2 separate regions of the Zea mays genome follow, and region 1 is linked to region 2. The links are chromatin contacts, called in public Hi-C maps. All regions are on one chromosome and are shown on one strand. The core of a region is the stretch at or near the end of the contact, and the rest is flanking DNA. Distances in the headings are between cores, read along the strand shown.

The links. Hi-C and Micro-C count contacts between places; a contact is called where the count stands out from the background.
Region 1: a contact with region 2 is called in a Hi-C map of ear, with 2.4 times the contacts expected there. The contact joins the promoter of LOC100193168 here to the promoter of LOC100281544 in region 2. A contact is called at or near these places in 2 of 25 Hi-C or Micro-C datasets (ear and tassel).

What each region holds. Positions count from the first base shown.
Region 1 is chr2:187,284,422-187,289,384 of Zm-B73-REFERENCE-NAM-5.0, reverse strand. LOC100193168 reads right to left here and starts at 3,442. Exons shown (of 4, transcript NM_001367015.1): 1 at 2,912-3,442; 2 at 2,327-2,397; 3 at 2,012-2,211; 4 at 1,597-1,928. The coding sequence starts at 3,256. The coding sequence ends at 2,034. It overlaps LOC103647434 (Zinc finger protein 346), which reads left to right. Exons shown (of 4, transcript XM_008671977.3): 4 at 31-839. The coding sequence ends at 618.
Region 2 is chr2:186,951,514-186,956,938 of Zm-B73-REFERENCE-NAM-5.0, reverse strand. It overlaps LOC100281544 (putative phototropic-resoponsive NPH3 family protein), which reads left to right and starts at 4,107. Exons shown (of 4, transcript NM_001154463.3): 1 at 4,107-4,432. The coding sequence starts at 4,371.

The sequences.
Region 1 (4,963 bases), core at 2,193-4,692, 330 kb before region 2:
ATTTAACTGAACTGAATGTTAAATTAACAGACTACGTTGCCCATGAAGACGATGGCAACTTCTTCATTGAAATGGAGCTGTGAAATCTGCCTGGTGATAGCACCCACCGAGGACCACTTACAACAGCATTTTGCAGGGCAGAAGCACCAGTCGAATGTAGCATCCTTGGTATCAAGAAACAGTGCCTACAGTTACAATGCAGCTTGGGTTTGCATCTTCTGCCAATCCAACTGCTATCGCAAATCAGACCTGGAGAACCACCTCAGAGGCAAAAGACACAAAGCAAAGATCCAATCCCTGCTGGAAGAATGCAAGAACTTGGCGCTGAATTCACAACCAAACCTTGTGACACAGGGTGAACACAACAACCCTGCTTTATCATGGAATTGCAGCCTCTGCCAAGCCAAGAGCACTGGTCAGTCAGCCTTAGCAAAACACCTAAGAGGCGAGAGACACAAGCTGAATTTTCTGGTGCTACAGGTAGAAGGCAAGCAGTATCTGACAGATTGGGGTTGCGGTATCTGTGAGGCCAAATGTAAGTCTGTATTTCAGTTTGAGAATCACTGCAGCGGCAGGCGACACCAAAAGAAGATAAAAGCTCTACTCTATTGGGAGTAGGCCAAATTGAAAGCTGGGGAAGATGCACTCAGGCAAGAAGAAACGTATTGGGAGGCTGCAGCCTGTTGGACGAAATGCCACTACCGTCCGTCCATTAATTTTGAATAGACTTCAATCAGCTTTTTATTTATTACTACGTATAATTTATTTATGTTACTGCTACTTTATCGCAATGCTAGCATATATGAATGTCTAGCTGGAGTGCCACCGATGCTCTTTTACATTATGTTTTTGGCGTGCGGATGAATGTATATCTGGAGTGCCACCGATGCTCTTTTACATTATGTTTTTGTGTGCGGATAGGCTATATAAGGTCATGTTCGGTTCTACCTTAATCCATATGAATTGAGAGGATTAAGTTGATTTCCATCCATAGTAAGTTAAAATCTCTCTCAATCTATATCATTCCCCTCCAATCCATATAAATTGAAAATAACCGAATAAGCCATAAATATTTTGTGCCTATGGAGCTAATATATGTACATCTAATCTCTAAATGTTTAAAATTCAACACACTTAAAGTACACACCAACTTTGCTAGTGAATTAGACTTTCAACGATCGTTCCATAAAAGCTCTTTTCAAAAAAATGTTTGGTAAAATAGTTCAGAGACTAGTATTTTTAGCTTCAACTTGGTTCCTGTGCTGAGAAGGAAAGATGTTAAAATACATTTTTTTTGTATAAAAAGGTAGAAAAAGAATTCTTACCAAACATTGTTTAAGAAACGTGATAGTATTCAACCCTCAGATTTAAATTCACGCACCTGTTAAATGGGCTATATTAGACGAATCTACATGCAAATTGACGGGACCATGCTGCACTCCGATTTTAAAAATACAACACCGTAACATCCTCCAGACGAGCAACCTAAAACTTGCAACATAACCAAAAAAGCAATTATGAAATTTTTTGTCCTTGTTCATGCTAAAGCATTTGGCATGTTCAAAGCAGTCAATCCAAAATCTGGACAGAACCATTCATAAAATCACAGTTTATTTGTCTAACTTGCTTAGGAGCATGGTGCAACCATCTGAGTTTGTCAATTAGGCAATGTATCATGTATATAACTATCGTGTCCTATTGTTCTATACAAAGCATTACTGTGCATCTGAGGGATACTGTTGCAAAGCCAGCTATCAGAGAAGCAGCTTATTTCTTGGCCAAATCAACTGAGGGCCTCGGCCTTCAACGCTAGCCGGTCTTGCCATGGAACCGTCCTCTTACCTTCAATTGCAGGAGAGTTTCCTTTATCCCTACAAACTGATAATTTGAGACCTGATCAAACTTTTCGACTTATGGATGCCATCATTCTGCAGACAAGAAAACCCTTTTAATTGCCATAAAAACACTTCTCTTGTACATTTTATGTCGATTCATGAACTCCATCACTTGCCAGAACAGAGTCTTGATTCAAGTCAAGTTTTGAGTTTTTGCTGGTAGAAGGCACTTGGGTCCCCTGCACCATGATCGGCTAACGCTGCAGCCTTATTGCTTCCCAATGGAGATGGCATGTACCGAGCCTGCTTCTTCAACCTGTAATGTGTCTGCTGCGAGCCACCCCTCAGAAAGGACTGGTACTTCCTTCTCAAGAACCTTGCGACAGGAAGCAGCTACACAGTTAGTGAAGCTGAAAAGCAGTAATAACAATAACAAGATGATACTAGCAGTAACATGGAGCCGTAAAGCAAGAGCCCAAGAACTGTCATACTTGACTTCAGCAAGCAAGGCGAGGCTTCTCCGCTTCGTGCTTGCCAGCCTCTTCCTCTTTGCCTCAGTCTCCTGCATCAAATGTTTGTATATCAGATTCAAGTCTATTCACACACATGACCATGCTATTGGATGGAGTTCTTGGATGATTCTGGCGTTTTCAAGATGTAAGTTGAAGTTTCTCCGGTGGCTTTGATGATCAGATCGAACCTGTGCAAACTGTGCTTTATAATTAGCTCAGTTTTAAAAGTCTTGGTTGTTTTTGAAGTAGTGCGAGGTGTCAAGTCTGAGTATTATGAGCAGTATTCAGTTGGTCCTAGTACTTTGTGTGCTTACTCCTATCATCGTCTGGTATTTTGAACCTAAGTTAATCCGTTGCATGTTGAGTATGCAGGTTTATGCTAAGCCTCATATCTCTGGTCGAACTTGCTTTCTGGGTTGTAAGACTTTTTACCATTTCGTAATGAAAATGGGGGCAGTGCCCTTGCGGTCCATCAAGAACAGGTCGAAACAGGTGAACGGCACGAAAACTGGAAAGGGCGAAATAGATCAGTGGGTGCAGCAAGAATCGACTAGCGACACTCACCTGCAGCAGGTCGTGGTAGTCCCGCCAGATCGCGCGGAACCTGCCCCCGCTGCCGGAGCCCTCCTCCGCGGGCGCCGCCGGCTGCGGTCTCTTCTTGCCCTTGCTCCTCCGCACCAGCAGCGTCTCCCCGCCTCCGTCCATGTCGCCGGCGAGGCGAGACGAGGCCAGGAGCCCGGCGCTCTGGCTCGTGGCTGAGGCCGGGAGGGCAAGGACGGCGGCGGAGGGGATAGGACCAGATCCAGACGGAGAGGAGGGCGAGAGGAGACCGGGGCCGCGTGGTGGCGTCAGCACGGCACGGGAAGAGTCGTCTGCGTTCCTTCCCCGCTCCCAAGCGATATCGTCCATGGTCCATCTACCATTCTACCTGACGCGGTGCGGAGCAGCGCGTCGTTCTGGCGCCTGGCGGCAGATCAGGGCAGAGAGCGCGTGAGGTGAGACAACAGGGGCGGAGAGCCATTGGATTGGGTTGGAGTCGGAGAGGAGGGCAGGCTGCAGCTGCTGGCTGCTTGGGTTGGAGCGGCATGGAGCCGGAGTTGGATGTGTGTGCAGTTGCAACGGCCTCCACCTGTTTTCCGCCATATCCAGGACCCATAGGGCCATGAAGCTGCGCTGCATGCGGTGGTTAGTTGCCACTTGCCACTGGTTGTCTTCCTTCTAGCTTTTTTTTTTTGGTGTGTCTATGGTTTCGGCAAATTTGTTTGATCCTTTTTTTTCATTGTCAAGCTTCAATACCTGACAGTGGATCGCTTGGGAAAATACGCCCGTTGCCTTGCCGGACGGCATCATGAATAAACATAATGTAGTTACTTGTTTGGCTTATAACAACTCTGACACTACTCAAACATAAGACACAACTAAAACATGATATAATATAGTGGACGTGTCTAAAATCTGTCTTACTATATTTATTACACCCAAACAAAGTATTCAATTAGTTTAATGGACCAATCAACTATATCCTCTGGCCAAGGATTATTTTTACCCAAGCACATAGGTGGCAGTCTAGTCTTAGGATTGATGGTCATTAGTGCTTGAGGGCCTACCATGTGGTTTTCTCTCTCTTTCTTTTTAGGCTATGTGCATCCCGTTATGTAGAGGCCGAAGTGTTCTTTCTCAAGACTTTATATCACCTCGATGCATGGACTTGAAAAATCAATAAAGCTTCTTTTATCGAAAAAATATCCTTTACCCACGTGTCTTCGTTAAGAGACATGTCTTGAGTTTTTTACATTTGCCTCCTTAGTCATAGTTGAAGACACAACTCAAGATGCCCACTGTACATGACCATAAGAGAAGCTTATATGGACACGTAGTTGTGCGCTCATATGCTACGTCGTATCAAAAAATGGCATCGTTTGTTTGCAATTATATACCAGCTAGTGCATATTTGCGTAAAATGGACCGTTATTGTGAGTTTGATTGGAGACACATTCTTGATAGCAGTTTCTCTCCTAAAAATCCATTGGCTAATGCTTTTCCTTGCCTATATACTATAATCGTAATATATGCTTTTCACTCAGAGCGAATTGAACATATTTTCTATTTCCACACAAACGACACAAACATGATTTCTCGTCTTAATCCTTTTCTGTCTTATTTAATGTGTATCTACCCATATGGTAACCGATCATTTACCCGTAATTGCCATTTGGAATAAAAACCTTTTAAATACCCACTAGTTCACACTGGCTCTTACTCAGAGGGGGGCGATTAAGAGCATTTTCCATTTATATCTTGTTGAGTGCAACCTCTTGACACTCTCCATTATCGAATCCAAATGCCCATTTTGTTGTTCTTCTCTTGATGTCATCTCATAATTATTCCTCAAAAAAACTGACTACCACATTGAGTCATCCACTTATGCTATGTCTTCCTTCCAAGTACCAAACACCATCCCCACCTACATGCCACAACATATGCACACATGCCAACACAACAATCTTGTCGGTCTTTGTAATAACCTAAGCCTACCTTTGCCAAACCACTTGCTAATCATTGAGAAGATTCGAAGCCAATTATTCTATCAAATTCAATTGATGTTTAGCTTAGAGT
Region 2 (5,425 bases), core at 2,858-5,357:
TTCTTCTTCTTCTCCCCTCTCAGCTTCGGCATGTCCCATTCCTTCAAAGTTGGGAATACTCTGAAGGCTAAGAATTCTTGGACCAGATCCCTGGTACCAATGTACTCTGCAACAACCCGAAATTCGCTCAGTGCAATCTGGCATGGGCTATCTGGATCCATGACGCATTGAGGCCTAGTTACTCCGAAGGTTAACCTTAAAGGGCTCTGAACCAGCTTTTCCTTCTTTTCATCCACTTTGACATAAAACCATTCACTCTTCCAGCCAGCTGGCCATTTCGTACGATAACTAATAACTGGGTACTTGGCATCTTTCCGATATGCAAAATTGTAGCAGCCAAAATTATCATGCAGCCCATCTTCTCTAGCTTTTGTCTGGTAATGAAGCTCGTGTGCCCGGCAAAAACCTTCGGCAAGTGGTTCTGCCTCCTGGCTTCGGAGTGCCCAGATGTAAACACTAAGCCTAACAATGGCGTTAGGGGTTAACTGATGAAGGTGAATTCCAAATCTCTCTAAAACATCTGCAATCATCCCATGCAGGGAAATCTTAACCCTGCTTTGAAGAAGCTTTTAAAAACCACCACTTCATCTTTTTCGGGCTTCGGGGTAACTTCCTCTCCCCCGAAGCGAATTAGCTCCTTCTTGTCTTCGCTGAAATAGCCTAGCTTCAATAACTTAGCCATATCACCTTTGGTAATAGTAGACTTCCCAAACTCCAAGTGGCTGGGTTTAGATGGCATTGCACCATACTCATCTTCAATCTCATCTTCTTCAACGTCATCTTGTGTTGCTTCGGCAGCAGGTGTGTCCTCTGATGAAACTAGCCCAGAACGCCTCATTGCTTCGGAAATCAGAACAGTTTCAGTGGCTTCGGTCTCATCTCCATCACGCTCAACCCTGGCAGTGGAGCGCACTCTGGCCATTTGATTATCAATTTCTTGAAGTTTTTGGAAATTAATAACTTTTTTCCGAAGCTCTTCTTCTGACGAAGCAGAAACCAAAGTGGTGCTTCGTTTGAGTGCAAAAGTCAAGCTTCGGATATGGTTAAATTTTTGGCAGCAAAACAGTGCAATAGCAATGAATGCTGTGGTAACTTCACACCAGTGGCGGAGGACGGAAAAAAATTTAGGTATGGCTTGGCGGACGGACCTGCTCGGCGGACGGCGGAAGCTCGACGGTCGACGTGTCGCGCTCGCGAACGAACCTGTTCGGCGGACGGTGAAGCCGGAAAGCACAGCAGCTCGGCGGACTGAGGGACAGTGACAGGCGGACAGCGGCTCGGCCGGCGAACGGAGGCACAACACAGCCAAAGGGGCAACGGCTCGGCGGACGGGGAGGGACAGGGACAGCGGCTCGGTGCCTCGGCGGACGGCGGAAGGCACAGCGGCGGCCTGGCGGCTGACTGGGTGTGTTCGTGAGCCAGGGTTAGCGGCTTAGCGGTAGGCACCAAATGGAAGCTGACTGGGTGTGTTCGTGAGGCCTCGGCACGAATGGAAGCTGGGCCGGTGGACGTACCTGTTTATTTTATTTTTGGTATGGCTTGGGCCATAATAAGCCATAATGGGCCCTCCGCCCCTGCTTCACACCTACCCGTCTGTTTATATAGTGCTGCAGGTAAGAAGGTGAATCGTCAAGTCTTTTACACCGGACAAACAGTCGCTCACACCCACTGAACGGTGGGCCACAAAACCCGAGAAGGTGAATCTGCATGGTGGGACCGCTCCGCGCTCGGAAATTGTATCGTTTCCCGACAACGAGCTCAGGGAAGGTGTTTTTCGGACCTTCGGCTTCCCGAAGCCTAAGAGACTTTTCACGGATCAAGCTCATTACGAAAAACGATCTAGCGTCGCGAAGGGGCTACTGTTGGGACCATGCTTCGCCGCCGAAGGTCCTGCAGGAAGAAACGCCTTCGGCAAATCTGTTTATACGTGGTACCGAAGCTACCGCTCATGAAGCTTCGATACTACAACGTATCCAAAGACGAAGGATCGAACCGACTTAAAGATGGAATGACTTTTTAGTCCATAAGGGTCTGAGTCATAATTGTAATCTTTTGTAAGGGGCATGATTGTAATTTCTTACAGGTTGCGTCATGTGCCTATAAATTGATGAACAGTACTCCTTTACTGTTCACGGAATCTGGTAATCGCTAACACATTACGCTGGAATTACTCTCTGTCAAGGCGAAGGTATAAATGTACCTAAATATTGTGTTTTAATATTTAAATTTATATTATAAAATAAGTGAATAATGTTATTTATTCTTGTTATTCTATAATATTTTATATTTTATATTTCATTTCGCATTGTTTTATCTCTTATCACGAAGGTGTGACCTTCGTGATATTTTATCCAAGACCTTCGTCCGAAGCTCATTAAATCCTTTGGGGAGATAATGCTTCAGCGGACGAAGGGCATTAACATTTAACATTCTATGTTGCCTTGTTCTTAATTCATAGCATTTGAGAACAAGTCCCCAACAAATATCTTTTGAGAATCAAACCTATATGAGTTCAATTGCATGTCACAGTCTATGAGATTGGATAGTCTCTAAACACTCGCCAAAGGGCATGGAGTATGACCAGGGATGCTTTTGTGTCCTAGTACTAGTTAAGGGCTTTGACAAGCTTGTTTCCACATAACTAAATTCAAGGTGAAGTCCATTGTTCAGTTGTAGAATAAATGTAGTCTTAATTCTAGGTGAATGTTTAACTGAACAGTCTCAATCTAAACACTAGTATATCAAAATAGCAGTTCACTTGAGAGCATTCTTTATGTGCCTTAAAAACATTTGGTGGGGATTGATGGATTCAAATGTGCTTAGAGCCCAAATTAATCATTAAATCATCTAATATGAAAGCGCCATATAATTCTAGAGAGTTAAAGGTGGTTAGTCTCACCTTCAAAATTAAGAGAATTCTAACTAACTTACAAAATGGACTGTACTTTTTTCCCTGGACACATGGGTGACGGACTAGTCTTCGGATTGATTACCATTAGCGTGTGGGTTATCAACTTTGTTTGTTTCAAAGCTGTGTGCTCCTTAAGCAGAGGCTAGAAGAAATTTTAAGGGCTTGTATCTCCTCGATGTAATGTGCTTGAAGTCATTAATAAAATCTTCCTGTATCAAAGGAAAAAATGTACACCATCTATAAAGTTGAAAAGGAAGACATGTGTCCACCTACGCGCGCTTGTATTAACTAGCCTTGTAATTTGTAAATCTGGTCGTCAGTTGACTTGGCTGCCCGCTTTGGCCCGTGACCGGTGCCAACTAGTAGCTGGTATATATAGTGATATTATTACCCGGTCGGGGTTTACCAACCAACTTTATTAGCCGAATTTGTCAAGGGAAAACGGTAACTTTTGACAAGATCGAGAGGGAGATTTGCGAGAAGATTGCAGTTGTTTTGATACGTTAGCTAGGCCCCGCGAGGTGCAATGGCCTCCAGGAAATGCCTGAATGGTTAGCAATAATGCTGAGAACTTGGGAGAAACCTTCTAGAAGAGAGTCTACGTGAGGGGTTGCGAAGACGACGTCATTATTGCCTCGTCCTCAAATCTATTGAGGTGAAAAAGACATGGCTCTTGCTGCTGCCTAGCGCGGCGCACACGGAAACGGACGTGTGCTGCCTGTGTGAAGTGCGCGAAGGCCCTCCCTCACTCCCCACTGCAATGCACCCAACACGGATGGCACCACCCACCGCGCACCCTGAACTGAAATGCTCTCTATCTATTAATAAAGCTGGAGACAGTGCTAAAGGGGAAACTAATCAGACTGGCTAACCGTGGAGTAAGCACTGCGACTGCGAGACAGTCCCACGGCCATGTTCGTTGAAGCGAAGAAAGAGAGGCGCGCAGCGCAGCCATATAGCTAGGGAGGGCCGAAAAAGGCTACGCCACAGGCTCTTCTGGTCAGAGAGAGAGAGAGACCGTATTGACTGACATTGCAGCAAGCAACGAGAAGGGCGGCTTTGGCAGGCCGAGGAGGCCAGAGAAGAGCAGCAGCAGAGAGAGAGAGAGAGAGAGAGAGAGACGAGTTGGGTGCAGTGCAGAGACCAGGGCGGCTTTGGGTTCAATAATATCCCATCACTCACACGCCACGGCATCATTGGCCGCGCTCCCTCCTTCCTCCTCCTGCTCTGCTCGTCTCCTCCGAGTGAGTCCCAAGTGAGCGCGCCCCGCTCCGCTCTCCGTTAACTGCCGCGTTCATTCAGTCCCATTATATTCACCGACCGCCTCTTCGTTGGAGCAGCAGCAGCAGCACCACACCAGCGCGGAGCTGCAAAGCTCCTCACGGCTGCTTTCTCGTGGCGCGGTGCATGGGAGCGCGGCTCTGAGAGGAAAAGAAGAGGAGAAAGGCGCGCAGGGAGGATGAAGTTCATGAAGCTGGGCTCCAAGCCCGATGCTTTCCAGTCCGACGGCGCCGACGTCCGGTGAGCACACGCCTCACTTTCTCTTCTCCCTCAACCATCTCTCTCTCTCTCTCCTGCTCAGGCCCAGTGCGCAGTGCGGTGATCTTTGCTGCCTCACAGTCTGTCCTATGGCATCTACCCGACGCTGCTCCCTAGGATCGCCGCATCCTCTTGATCTTGTAAGAAAAAAAACCATGCGCTTTTCTTTGTCGGACGCTCGAGTCCGGCTGATTACCAACAGCCTGCTCGGCCTCGTCCCCGTGCGGCGGTCGAATGATGCAACAGTACCATTCACTCCATTAACTGTGGTGGTGGTGGTGGTGGTGGTGGTGGTGGTGGTGGTGGTGGTGGTGGTGAGGGCGCCAAAGACCTCTCTTTTATTTCCCATCTAATTTGGAGGGGTTTCCTTTAGCTAGAAGAACAACTCTGTTTTGTGAGACGATGATGGCGATTGGCGAAGGTGGCGGGTGCTAACATGGGGCCGGGGGCGGTTTCGAGACCTTCTTTCACCACCATGCATGTTCTTGTTTGGACTGTGGTTTCAGAATAACCAACTCTCTTGTCCTTTCCTGCCTCGTTCCTTGATTTCGACGTGACATTGTACTTGGATTCTTTTTGTTGTTGCGTATATAGGAGGCACACTTTTTTTCTGATTGCCGATACCACCAAATTCGTTGGTACTTGCCGTTTCCTCCAAAAAGTTTGACCTTTTCCATCTCAACCCGCCGCTTGAGGCCTTCAATGGACTGCAACAATGCTGTATTCATAGTTTCTTTTCCTACCTGTTCCCGGATGTTTTTTTCGGGTGGGGGTGGGGGGATTGGGGGTTGGGAGAGTATTCTCTGCATTCTACTTTCTCTATTTCGTTTTAGTTGTCGCTCGATAGTACAAAATTAAACTATCCAGCGATAACTAGGGAATATTTATCTGTTGCATGATGCTATTTTCTGAACTAGATACATGTAAAAAGAAATTAAAAAATTCCCCTATTTCTGGACTTTCACGCTGGCATTC